Linked DNA regions of Gossypium hirsutum: region 1 is linked to region 2. A link is a contact called in public Hi-C data. All regions are on one chromosome and are shown on one strand. The core of a region is the stretch at or near the end of the contact, and the rest is flanking DNA. Distances in the headings are between cores, read along the strand shown.

What was found. Hi-C and Micro-C count contacts between places; a contact is called where the count stands out from the background.
Region 1: a contact with region 2 is called in a Hi-C map of leaf, with 2.4 times the contacts expected there. The contact joins the promoter of LOC107911823 here to the enhancer-like site in region 2. A contact is called at or near these places in 3 of 34 Hi-C or Micro-C datasets (leaf and petal).

What each region holds. Positions count from the first base shown.
Region 1 is chrD08:39,993,668-40,000,448 of Gossypium_hirsutum_v2.1, reverse strand. It overlaps LOC107911823 (granule-bound starch synthase 1, chloroplastic/amyloplastic-like), which reads right to left and starts at 1,911. Exons shown (of 15, transcript NM_001327055.1): 1 at 1,808-1,911; 2 at 1,308-1,656; 3 at 1,140-1,220; 4 at 920-1,018; 5 at 740-829; 6 at 573-636; 7 at 416-475; 8 at 376-413; 9 at 187-296; 10 at 1-89. The coding sequence starts at 1,646.
Region 2 is chrD08:39,738,639-39,746,097 of Gossypium_hirsutum_v2.1, reverse strand. No RefSeq gene overlaps it. Among protein-coding and RNA genes, the nearest start is that of LOC107911857, 36 kb to the right of the region's middle. Within about 2 kb of position 6,112, at least 2 of the 9 cell types and tissues checked have an H3K27ac peak or open chromatin away from gene starts, as enhancers often do. A contact at or near this core is called in leaf, where this site is marked.

The sequences.
Region 1 (6,781 bases), core at 662-3,161, 260 kb before region 2:
AGTATGGGCTTACAGTCAAGACTCTATGTGATTCCAATATTCCAGCCTTCATCCAATTAATTTTCCTTCCCTTGACGGGCTTGTTATACCTGACGATGAAAACCTTTTAAATCCTTGACCAAAGAAAACAATTCATCAATACTGTAACAAAAATAGTAACAGCAGCAGCACTTTTGGTTTCATTACCCATCAATGAAATCGAATGAACTCTTGAACCGTTCAGGCAAATTGAGACGTTTGAAATCTGCAAAGGCAAATCTTCCCTGATAGGCTATGTTGTGGATGCAAAATACAACCTGACATATTTATCACGCACAATGTAAGATCCAATCTTCTGCTTGCTTAACTTAGCGTTTCAGAGGCCATCAACCATACCTTTGCATTCATGTAGATACCCCTTGACTGGTACATGCTTTTAAATAGCATGGAAGAAGAGCACTGTGCCAATCATTTGCAATAAAGACAACATCTTCCCCTGCAGAAGATGGTGGTGAAGCACATTAGCCTAAACCATTTCATGGAAGAAGAGAGTTAAACTTTCAAGGTTAGAACTAAAGAGGAGGACTTCATACCATATGGTCCTGAGAAATTTTTACTGCTATTTAAATTTAGAACTCTAGGTGCCTCCAAAGCAGCCTACAAACAAACAAAATAAAAATGGCATTAAATTAGGTTGACTTATATTTGAAAGAGACAATATCATGGTTAGACTCAGGGACATGGCAAATTTTTTTTTTACCTGGCATAACAAGCTGAACCGCAGTTGATTGTCTTCGTAGTCCAAACCTGCTCTGGGGCCATAGATTTTGGATGCTGTTTTGCCCCATACCTGAATTATCAAAACAGCGACCATAAGAAAATTGATTGAACGAGAATCATTTACCAGGAACATTAAACCAAGGCAACAATCATTTCAAACCTTCTCAAGGAACATGGGGTGATCGACAAAGACACGATCAACTCCACGTTTGTAGCAGTGGAAGAACCGAACAGTTACAACTTTGTCTCCGACTTTTAGCTGCATATTAGGATCTCAAGTTTAAGAAATTAATCCAAACATAGATCCTTTTAGTGGAATATGAAGTACTAAAAAAGTAAAATATGATATCTCTTGAATCGAGCAGGATTGGAAACCTTACATCAACTAACACACTTGTATCCCATGCATCCTTGTACTGATCATAGCGAGGACACACTGTCATAACACGGTGTCCTTTGGCCTATTGAACGATAAATAAGCAATAGCGGCTAGTTATCTCACTTAAATACCAAAACCAAAGCCAAAATCTCTACTTATATGTACTTACAGCCATTGCGGGAGGAAGTCCACCGAGGACATCACCAAGTCCACCAGTTTTGCTCCAGGGGCCACACTCAGCTGACACAAACACTATATTCATCCCTATTCCGCAAATAATTTTTCCCAAAGGCCTGTGATCTGCCTGTTTCATGGCTTTCGTAACGACAGCCTTTGCGTTGGTGGTCCTCATCTGCAACCTATCGACCTTGTTCAAAGACCGCAAACCATTGTGAGTCATGGCTTGATTCCTGGCACCAACCTGTGCAAGATTGGCCTTAGTGTCTGCTCCATGGCTGCTGAAATGTGAACATGTCGAAACAAAGTGTGAGGTTGTCAGGGTTGCCATTGATCGAAAGCTGATACCAAAAAGAAAACCAAACCAAATTAACTAAAGACAAAAACCCAACATTTTATATAGCTTCAAGAGAACGTAGGGTGATGAAAAGGAAACAGGAACCTATGTAACTGATACAGTGGATCACTCAAAATCAGCTAAGTTAGCAGTACCTCAAGAACTCGAGATGGTTCACTCACTGAGTGCAGCTGGGTTAGGAGTGATGGAAGTTGTTGAAGTGGCGTGGTCACTGAAGTTCACCTAGGATCTGCCAATTTGAACTGATTACAACGTTGAACTACAATAAAACGTGGCTTTATGAGAGAGGAGGAGTCTCATCTCAATGTCTAAGTGCTTCCCACGTGGAAGGTGGGGGCCCTTAGCATGGTATGAGTATGCAGGAAATTTGCGGTCACTAGTCACGCTTCAGTCTTAGGTGGGTTCATAACTGGTGGGCTCCAACAAATGTCTGTTTCATCGTGAAAAAAACTTGAAAGTTGGTGGATTGCTTTTCCCGATATCTTATAATTTTAGTACTATGAATTGAAGTTAATTGACGGTGTGGAATTAGCCGTGGCTGTATTTTTGCCTCCTTTTTTTACTCTTGTTTTTAGTGCAAAAATCGGTAGCAGACAAACTTTTAGGTAGCGTAAGCGTTGGATTAAAATTAAGTTGAGAATAGTTTATTGAGTTGATGAATTTTATTTTGTTGTTTTAATTTAATTTAATTTAATTTTTTTGAATTAGGTTGGGTGAAATGGAATTTAATTCGAGTCGAGTTGAATCGAATTGAATTGAGTAAGATTGGTTGAGTTAGATTAAAAAAATTAAACATGTCAAATTAACATCTTCTTACCATATAATTAATTCTATTTTAGAGTATATAAATTTGAAACCATATATATTTGATTTTTTTTTAATTTCAAAGCAAAATAAGAGAAAAAAAGGATAGTTTAGTATGATAAACTTAAATCCTTAATTTACTTATTTAAATCCTAAAATTATTGTTTTAGAATCCCTTTTAACTTTTTTTTTTATATATTCTTTAGAAATTTTTTATTTTTTATAAAATTTTTAAAAATATATAAATTTTAGAGATTTTATAAATATTTGGATCTTTAAAAATTATTTTGAATTTTAAAAAATCAATTTGCTTATTTTCAAATTTTAACAATGGTTGAATTAATCGATTTAATTAACATGAAATTTATTTTTTTTTAGTTTTTTTGAATCAAATCGAATTTTGCTCATTATACTCTTAAGTTCAGTAAATTTTTTTATAAAGTATATGTATTTCATATTATATTTATATTATTTTTCAACATAATATTTATTTTATAGAACAATATTATTTTTAAGTTTTTGATATAATGATAAATTATGTTTTCATCATTTATAACTATATCACAATAGAAATTTATCAGCTTTTCCGGTCATGTGTATATTCCTTGGCATCCAGCATCGCATGTGCTGTGGAAGATATTTCTGCCAAATTTATACAGTATTCGTATGGTCATTTCCCTTCATATCAATAATATTGATTCCATCAGTTCGTTAAATTTAATTAAATAAATTATTAAAATTATAACATATTTAAAAGAAAAAATTAAATCAATATTCAATTCGTAACTCAATTAATCTAATTCTTTTATTTTGAATTCATACTCAACTAATTTTCTGATCCACTTTTGAAAACTATGTTAGGAAGTTGTATTTTTTTTAATAATTTAATTATAAGTTTTGATCATATCTATTCTTTTGACATAATGCCTAAAACTACTCATAGCCCCTCTCTAACCCATAACAAGGAGGACAATGCACTTCATCACACTCGAACCCACATCCTCCTGCATTGACAACAATGTCAATTCTGATCGAGTTAAAACTCGATCAGCGATGGAAGCCGCATCCTTTTAAACCTTGCTAAAGATAAAATTCACATTTAATATAAATATTTGGTTATTAACTTAAAAGGTTATTGTTGACCATTAATTTTAATGAAATGATTTTATAATCATATATATTACAATATTTTTAAGTTTTTAATGTGTTCACATTATAAAATTTTGACTTAGAATAAGGAAAGAAAGTAAGCATTTTTGAAGTGAAAATTTGTAACATAAACTATTCCGCTTATATATATAAATATAAATTTTAACGGTGTTTTGTAAGTTATATTTTCATAATAAATTCTTTTAATTTGCTTATATTAAATAATTTAACTTACAATTTTACATAATAAATTATGGTAAATTTTAAAACAATTAAAAAAAATCTTTTTAAGTTTATCATTATTTTTACAAATTAAATAAACTATTAAAATTAAAATAGATATTGAAAAATATAAATAATGGTATGGTCACAATATTTAAATTTAATTAACAATCTACACCCACTAATTAATAATTAAATTTATATTAGAAATTATATATAAAAATAGAAATTTCATACAATCTACCATTATAATATTTATACTTTAAAGTAATTTGTTACTTTAAAAATATTGTTTATTTAAACTTAGCCTAAGATCATATCGTGCTTTTAAGATTAAATTTATATATTATTATGTTTTAATTTTATAACTATATTATTAATAAAATTTTACAAAATTTAAGAAATAATTAAATGTAATTTTATTAATACATACAAACAACGCATAGATGGCAAAGTAAAGAAAACTACTCTATATTTATATTTATACTAAAAAAAAAGCCTAAATAGAACCTTTGACGAACGTCTATCAATTTTTTTTATTTTTAATATAATGATTTATTTGACACTCTAACTTTATAAAAAAATTTAATTTAGCTATTCATTTAAACTTTCTTCTATTTTAGCTATTAAACTTGTATTATTTATCAAATCACCTAAAAATAGATGAAAAAGTTAACATTGTTGTTGTGACATATATGTGAATTGCTACGTGGATGCCATGTCAACAATTAATTAGTTTTTAAATTTTTAAAAAATTCAAAATAATATATAAAAATTATTTTAAAAATTATAAAATGTATTTTTAAATTTTAAAAATAATTAGTTAATTGCAAACGTGGTGTATACTGCGTCAGCAAAGTTAACAAACATTAACTTCTAGCTATTTTGGGTGATTTGATAAGCAATGCAAGTTTATGAGCTAAAAGAGACGAAAAATTAAATGGAGGGCTAAAATATATTTTTTTAAGTTAGAGGGCCAGAAAAGATATTATGCCTTATTTTTTAATACATTCTTTTTTTGTTTCTAATGGACATGATATTGTTTTTTTAGGCTTAATATAACATTTTGTACATGAACTTGACATTTTTTCCTAATTTAGTACCTAAATTTTTTTTGGCCCAATTTGATACCTGAACTTGACACTTTTTCCTAATTTAGTACCTAAATTTTTTTGGCCCAATTTAGTACCTGAACTTGGCATTTTTTCCTAATTTGGTACCTAAGCTTTTTTTTTAGGTTCAATTTGGTACGTAAATTTATTAAATGTTATACAAATTAAGAAAAACATTAATAGTGTTAAAATTTTTTTCTTATGCTACAAAAATATTGTCAGTATTAGAGAGAATTCATGCTAAAAAAATAGGTATTGAGCTATGCTTAATGAATTAATATTAAATAAGAAAAAAAACCCAAATTAAAAGAAATTCATTATTTTCAATTAATAAAATAATTAAAAAACTAAATAAAACTAAAAGTAATTTAACATATAAAATACAAAAATATCATATCATCTGTCATATATCGGCCATACATTGATTATTTTTGCTACCTCATAAAAAATAATATTTTTAGTATATTGGGTAATTTGTAAAACGTTTGACAAGTACCAAATTGAACAAAAAAATTAAGTAAATTGAACAAAAAAGATTAAGTACCAAATTAGGAAAAAATGTCAAGTTTGGGTACCAAATTGGATCAAATCTATTTTTAATTTTTATAAATAGTTGGATTTCTAAAATTTATTTAGAATTTTTTTAATTTTTTTGTTGAGAGAAACCAATTTGTTTACTTTCAAAATTGGGAAAAGACCAAATATGTAATTTTACTAATATGTTATTTGAGTTATTCGAATTTTAAAATTTAATTCAACTCGAACTCGAAAGTCGAATTACATATTTCATTTGACTCAAATAACTCGAATAAATCGATTCGATTAATTTGAAATTCAAAATTTTTTTTGATTTTTTCGAATCAAATCGAGTTTTGCTTACCCATATTATTGACTGAGGTAAATTTTTTTATAAAGTATATGTATTTCATATTATTTTCAATATTATTTATTTATTTTATAGAAAAATATTATATTTAAGTTTTTGATATGATGATTATAACCATATCACATCAGAAAATTGTGAGCTTTTCCAGTCATGTGAATATTCACTGGCATCCAGCATTGCATGTGCTGTGGAAGATATTTCTGCCAAATTTATCCGTATTCAAATGGTCATTTCCCAATTCCCATTCATATCAATAATATTTTCATAATGAGAGCTGTGAGTATTATTATTTTGATCAGTTTTTTTAAATTTAATTAAATAAATTATTAAAAATTAAAAAATAAATTTAATCATTCATTCATATTGATTTGCGAGTTAATCGATCTAACTCTTTATTTTGAATTGATACTCAACTAGTTTTCAATCCTTCGACAGAATATTCTGATTTAATTTTGAAAACCATGATAATAGGGAGTTGCATCCTTTTAAACCTTACTAAAGATAAAATTCACAGTTAATATAAATATTTTGTTATTAACTTAAAAGATTATTGTCAATAATTTTTTTTTGGATGAAATTGTTAAACTATCTTTATTTGATAAATTGTTTTGATATAACAAACAAAAATGTTTTTGAATAAAGTTTGTTTTTGAACAAAGAAATTATAAAGTTCAAAGCATACAAATCATTTCAAGACTTCCAAAAATTTTAGAAAATATTTTGAACACTTAGAAAATTTTGGACAAAGTTCAAAAATGGTTTTAAACTCTTTAACTCGATTGAAACATTTTAAATCGATTGAAAAATTGCTCCCTACAAGAAGTATCGATAATTTTTAAAATATATCGGTACCTATTGTATTTTATCAATACCATCTTTTTATAAAGATACCATTTTTGAATCGATACCTTTTACTAGGTATAGATAAATGATCT
Region 2 (7,459 bases), core at 4,863-7,362:
TTCAATTAACATTGTTAAAAAAAAAAGAAGCCTTAACCAAATAGAATAAGTGATATGTCTCTGTTGGGAACAGACGTGGCTATTCTGGTCGTTGATTGCATGGATCGAAGGATGACTGTTGTTGATCAGACAAAAATAATGAAAAATTATAAAAAAGATTTATTGGAAATTGTAAAATTATTAAAAATTATTCGCTAGTTATGGGTTAAGCATATGGCAAGTTACCAAAAACATTGCGGGTGGTTGTTTAATTAAATAAATTGAGAAAGGATTCTTAATACTAGTTGTGTCAATATTAATCATAAAATAGGGAAAGGGTAGGTGCCTCGAAGTTTGGTTTATTGGGGATATGCGATGCGAGAGAGGAGATTTGCCTCTTGCCATTAGGGGGTAAATATCAATACAAGTCTAAATAGAATAATTAGTCAATCATTTAATGTATCATAATCACAATTACCAATTGATTCCTTTCCATTCATTGTTGATTTGTTCAAAACTCTACAACGTCACTCTAATCATGTCAGCTGACGGAAGCATCTCTAGAAAGTAGAAACCAATGAAAACTTTGCTCCTATATTAATTAACTGGTAAACTAATAGTCTGGGTTCAACTACTTTTGGATCTCACTTCCATGATTAAATTTATTAAATAATTTTTTTAATAATTTGAAGAATATTAGAGTCGATTAGGCTTAATTGATAAGTTGCACTTTAAACTATACATTTTTTTAATTTGGTACTTCAAACTTTTTTTATTAGAATATTCTTTCATTACTCAAATCACTTCAAATCTTAGTACCAATAAGAATCATCCACCAATTATATCATGTTCCATCAGTATTATTCATCGCTCTCCCCTCCTTTCGCCACCGCTCTCCATTCCTTCTCCCTTGACTAAGCCAACAACCTGAAAAAGAAAATCAATACGTTAAATTAATGAACTCAATACACGAGAAAGAAAATCTTTGCATTTAATTACTTACCATTAAAAGGGAAAAACTGGATGTTCTTGAGAAAGTTAAAGTTTTCTCCAATTTTGAATTAAATAATAATCCTTCAAAATTTAAGGTTCTTATTGTTGAAATATAACCAAAAATACTATAAAACTGAAGAAGTATATTAAACTTCATTAAGCCATATTAATGACCTGATACATGCAATTGTAGCAATAGTTGAGAACTGTTTCTTTAACAAACTAACTGATATCTTAACAGTCAACTAACTAACTTCCAGATACTCTAACATTCTCCTGGTTCTCAAATTCTTTGAAAATAAATGGTGCATCCCTTGTTGTGACCCGAAGAGCATGTCGAAAAATAGCAAATTGCTTGAGAGTGACAGGTTTTGTGAGCACATCAGTAATTTGACTGACTGACGGTACAAAATTGACCTGCAGAAAGCCATCAAGGACTTTCTCTCGAACAAAATGATGGTTGATCTCAACATGCTTGACCCTTGCATGATGAGTTGGATTAGCTGCCATAGAAATAGTAGAAGTGTTATCACACCAGACCACTGGCGTTTGTTCCACGGATACACCAATTTCTTTTAAAAGTTGTTGAACCCACATCAGTTCAGACACACAATTGGCCAAGCTTCGATATTCAGCTTCTAAGGAAGACCTAGAAACCACTGCTTGCTTCTTGGAGCACCAAGCTATCGGATTGGACCCCAAGTACACAACATAGCCTGTAGTGGAGCGTCTGTCTTCGACTGAAGATGCCCAGTCATCATCTGAGTAGCAAACAAGCTGAAACTGCCCTTGTGCAAAAAACAATCCATGCACCATAGTTCCCACCAGGTAGCGTAGCACACGTTTAACTGTCTTCCAATGAGGCTCACTAGGAGAGTTCATATATTGGCTAAGCTTGTTAACACAAAAAGATAGATCAAGTCGTGTAATGCATAGGTATTGAAGCATGTCAATAATGCTACGATAGAGCTGACCATCAACAAGCTTTTGGCTGTCATCAGTGGCAATAAGCTTAGGTGAGCTGACCATAGGAGTAGGAGTGGTAGTTGCCCCCATCATACCTGTTTTTAGCAGAATTTCTTGCACATACTTCCGCTGACTTATAAATAACCCTTGATTGGTATACTGCACTTCAATGCCTAGAAAGAAATTGAGTTGGCCCAAGTCTTTAAGAGCAAACCTGTTGTGAAGCTGACATATCACACTGTCAATATCTTTACTAGAACTACCTGTGAGAACAATGTCATCGACATAGGCCATAAGCAGGAGTTGGCTATCACTAGAAACGCGAATAAACAAAGACGGATCGACCTATGACTCATGAAACCTAAGCTTACTGACCAGAAATTGTTTGAGTGTGTGAAACCATGCCCGTGGAGCCTGACGTAACCCATATAAGGCTTTGTACAACTTGCACACCAACTTCTGATTGTTGGGTCCTGACACCTCAAACCCAAGTGGCTGATCCATGAAGATTTCTTCAGCTAGCTCTCCATTTAAAAAGGCGTTATTCATGTCAACCTGTCGTAGAGGCCACCCCTTCATTATAGCAATAGCAAGAACAGTCCTGATGGTGACTGCACGAACCACTGGGATAAATGTATCTTAAAAATCAGTCCCTGCATGCTGAGAAAATCCCTTGGCAATCAACCGAGCTTTATATCGATCTATAGTACCATCAGTTTTTTTAACTTTAAATAACCACTTACATCCAATGGTGCGATGGTGTGAAGGGAGTGGATACAGACTTCAGGTATTGTTGCTGATAAAAGCTTGCATACATCTCTCTAGCAAGTGTGTGCCATAGTTGTATGAACATCAGTAGGCATATCAGGTGACTTGCATGTACTGCTCAAATAAGCTTTTAGCTTGAAGATACCAGCTTTGCTACGGGTGATCATTGGATGGGAATTTTTTGGGGTAGGAAGTAGAGGTTGTGCACATGTAGTAATGTTTGGTGAAGCCATAGAGTTATTAGAGGTAGAAGAATAGGACTACAAGCTAGACTGAACAAGGGGTATCGATGTAGGCAAATTAGGTATAGTGGATGACGTGGATGGTGAAGAATTGTTAACCATAATGTTGGGTGAGAAAGGATTTTGTGGTGGTAGGCTGGGGGTTAGAACAAGCAACCTGGAACTAGCTGACATGTGGTCTTTGAGTGTGGAAGAATGGGTGCAAGTAGTTTTGAATGGAAAAGTGTTTTCATGAAAAGTAACATGTCGAGTGATGTATATTCGACCATTGTTGTCTTGGCATCAATACCTTTTATGAATGGGAGAGTATCCTAAGAAGGTACATGAAGTGGATTGGAACTGAAGTTTATGACTATTATATGGTCTAAGGTTCGGGAAACAAAAGCACCCAAAGGTTTTGAGAAAAACATAGTTGGGTTTGGCTCGATAAAGTTTTTTCATATGGAGAAGTATAGCTTAGAGGAGCAGAAGGCAGCCTGTTGATGAGGTAGATGGCACAGCTAAAGGCATCACTCCAATAAGATATAGGCATGGAAGCATGCGCAAGCATGGAGAGACCTGTTTCAACAACTTGATGATGCTTACATTCAATAATGCCATTTTGAGCTGAAGTGAAAGGACAGGTGAAACGGTGCATGATCCTATGCTGAGCAAGATAATGCCTGAGAGATTGAAACTCACCCCCATCTATTTGTAAAGTCTGTAGTTGTAAACCAAGAACGCGCTCAACTTGTCTATGAAACTGAGAAAACACAGTCAAAACCTCAAATTTCTTGTGCAAAAAATAAATCCATGAATATTTGGTGTAGGCATCAGTAAAAGCCACATAGTAACGAAAACCATTCAAGGTCACTAGGGCTGGTCCCCAAACATCAGCAACAACCAATTGTAAATGAGCAGAATACTGAGATATCGAGGAAGAGAACAGTTGTTTGTGCTCCTTGCTTAGATGACATGCAACACAAACTCTTCTTTATTTACATCAACTGACATATTACAATGTTGTAAAGCATTGAGCAATACATTTTTACAAGGATGTCCTAGTCTAGAGTGCCACACACTCAGAGCAACAGACGTTCTAGCTGTAAAATAGTGTGCCGTGCGCATAGGTTGAGAATTTCTAAAAGCATCGTTCAAATAGAGCTTGTACAGGCCATGATGCACTGATCCTCTAAAAAGTACCTCATTGGTCCTTAAGTCACGTACCTGGCACTGTGTCGGGAGAACTTCAAACATCACCTGGTTGTCTCTTATGAACTTAGACATAGATATCAAGTTTTTAGTAATGCCAGGAGTATATAAAAGTGATTTCATGTAAAGTGGTCGTGTCCTAGTGAGCAAAGAGGACTGACCAGAACACAAAACAGGGAGAGAGCTACCATTTCCAACATACACCTTACCTGGCCCATTGTGAGATGGATTATCACCAAGAGAGGTAGCAGAGTGAGTGAGGTGATACGTTACCCTAGTCAGGATGCCAAGCAGGGTCGCCTACAGTGTCAGGTGCAGCAATTAACGCATGTGGTGGAAAAACAGTAGTAGAGGAAGGTGAAACCTGTTGTGTGGAGTTACTCATATATGGATGGGCCCAGTTAGACGTAGGCGCTGACTGATAGGACTAGTTGGGAGAAGGTTGAACCACAGGTGACATAACTGACACATCAAATAGTGTCCAAGGAGAAGGACCAAGTGCATACATGCACATATTTGCTTGCGAAGAAGGCCTGTAGTTGGAACTTTTGTAAGATGAATCAAACCGATGATAGCATCGATCAACTATATATCTAGTTTTTCCACACAATTGGCATTGAATACGGGCTCCAGACTAGCAACCACGCCTACGACCCCGAGAATTTGATGCACGATAAGGTGGTACAGAAGTATTAGTAACTGACTGTGCAGATTGTTAAGAAACTAAATTGGCAGAACTAGGAGTCTCAGCCAGTATAACCTGTTGTCTAGCTTCAGCATCAATTAGCATAGTTGTGACATTCTGAACAATGTATGAAAGCTGACCAGCAAGAATGATTGAAACAATGGACTCATATTCGAATGGCAGCCCATTAAGGATAGCAGTGATATGCTCATTTGCACTGATAGCCTCTCCACAGCTAGCAAGATTATCACAGTAGGATTTGATTTTCAGCAAAAACTCTTTCATAAACATATCACCTTTTCGTTGAGAGTGTAATGCATGACGATAGAACATCAGTCGAGAAGTAGTTTTGCTACCATACAATGTTACAATAGAATTCCAAATCTGAGCAATGGTGTCAAGCCCAATGAGATGAGGAAGAACATCTTGACTTACCGAGAACAAAAGCCAGGAAACAAGAGCGCTATCTTACTGTTCGAACCTAGTGAACTCAACATTTTCTTGAAGCACCCCATCATCACCTGGAACCATCGAAGGGGGTGGTACGGTATGCAAGTCAAGAACACTTTGCAGTTTGTAAGCTTTAACAGCCAACATAGCCTGTTGCCGCCATAAAAGATAATTGGAATCATCAAGAAGTATACTCACTTTCTTGGTAGAGAAGAAACTGCTATCAAGAACACCATTAACAAGATTGGACGCCATCGTGGGTGCAGTAGACTAAACAGCGGAAGAACTCGATGGTTGATCCATGCAACAACCAAAAAGAACCGAAACTTAAAGCATCAATCCCAGGAAGAGAGAGACATTTAATACCATGTTGAAATATAACAAAAAATACTCTAAAACTGAAGAAGTATATTAAATTTCATTAAGCCATATTAATGACCTGATACATGGATTTATAGCAATAGCTGAGAACTGTTTCTTTAACAAACTAACGGCTATCTTAACAGTCAACTAACTAACTTCCAGATACTCTAACACTTAAAACAGAATTATCAAAGATAACAACAAAGAAAGTGAAAGCACAGAAAGCCGTGGAATCAAAGGCATTACCAACCAATGTTAATGATCGTTTGCAGTTTTGGTTTTAATGGCGATGGAAGATGTTTGGCCTTTATGCTTTTATAGAGGGGAAATTATGTTGTGGAGGAATTAAGAAGAACGAGAGGCAACCAATAGAAAAATTGAGGAAAATACAAGTTGTTGGCTTAGTCAAGGGAGAAGGAAGGGAAAGCGATGGCCCGGGGGAGAGAGAGGGACGGTGAGGAGAAGGAAAGGGTCGAGGTGGAGGAGGGACAATGGGAGAGAGGGAAAAGCGATGGTAGAAGGAAGGAGTCGAAAGGGGTGGGGTGTGGGAAGTGGAAGGAAATATATTTTTATTTTTAATATTAATATAATTTTGTCATTATACACAATTAATGACTAAATCAAAGTAAAAGGATAAAATACACAATTACTACCAATTGAAAAAAAAATATTATCGCATTTGAGATCATATAATTATACTTAATATTCATATTATATTTTTTTTTGTTTTTGTGCACAGACCTGAACCTGAAACTTCGTACCTTTAAATCCAAGCATGTAATAATCTGAATCTAAGAAAATCTAAATATAAGAAAATTCAAATTTGAGAAAGCTCGAGTCCAAAATAATTCGAGCCCAAAATTGACTCATGATCGGTCTTAGGCTCGAGACCAATCCAAACTTAAGCCCGAGATAGATCCAATATAAAACTAAAAAAAAATTAAATTTATGAAAATATATTTTAAATATTATATAATTATATTAAAATTTTATAAATCAATACATCTTTATGTTAAATTATAAAATTCAAAAACATTAATTATGAATATAATATTATTTTTAATGCAATTATTATATATGTATAAAAAATATTCAAAGTTAGTAATTAATAAAATTTAAAAATTTTAAGTTTAATGATTATATGAAATATATAATGATGTAATATGTTAATTTAATGATATGAAAATCAAATTAAGTTCCTATCGAATTTATTAAAATTTTAGTAATGAAAAATCATATTTGTATGTACTCACTGTATCTATAATTCATATGAAAAATGAACACAAAAACTTCTTAATATATATATAATTTGTGACATTTTGATGAATATGAGTTTTGGATTACGAAATTTATCAAATAACACGATTTTTGTGTTTCTACAGCAAGGCATAATAGGGTATATAGGGGCACGGACAAAATTTGGATTATTTATTATTATATTATATTATTTATATTTAAACATTTTATAGTATTTTATGATTTTTTTGTATTTTGTTAGAATTTTTTACTTAATTATCGATAATTTTTATAAATTTATAATATTTTTACAACATTTTAAATTTTTTATAATATTTTAAACTACATCTAGAATGAACTAGACAAATAGATGTTCAAATTCAAATAAACTTGAATGTTCATTTCTCTAAGTTTATTTCAGTATATATATTTTATATAATTTTAGGATTTTAATTCTTTTAATATATGATACGTGACAAGCTATGTCAGTATATTTGTCTAGGTGGCATGCCATGTAATTGCTTCACAATGATTTTGTCAATCACGGAAGTGTTTGTTAACAATCAAATTCGTGAATGACAATTTT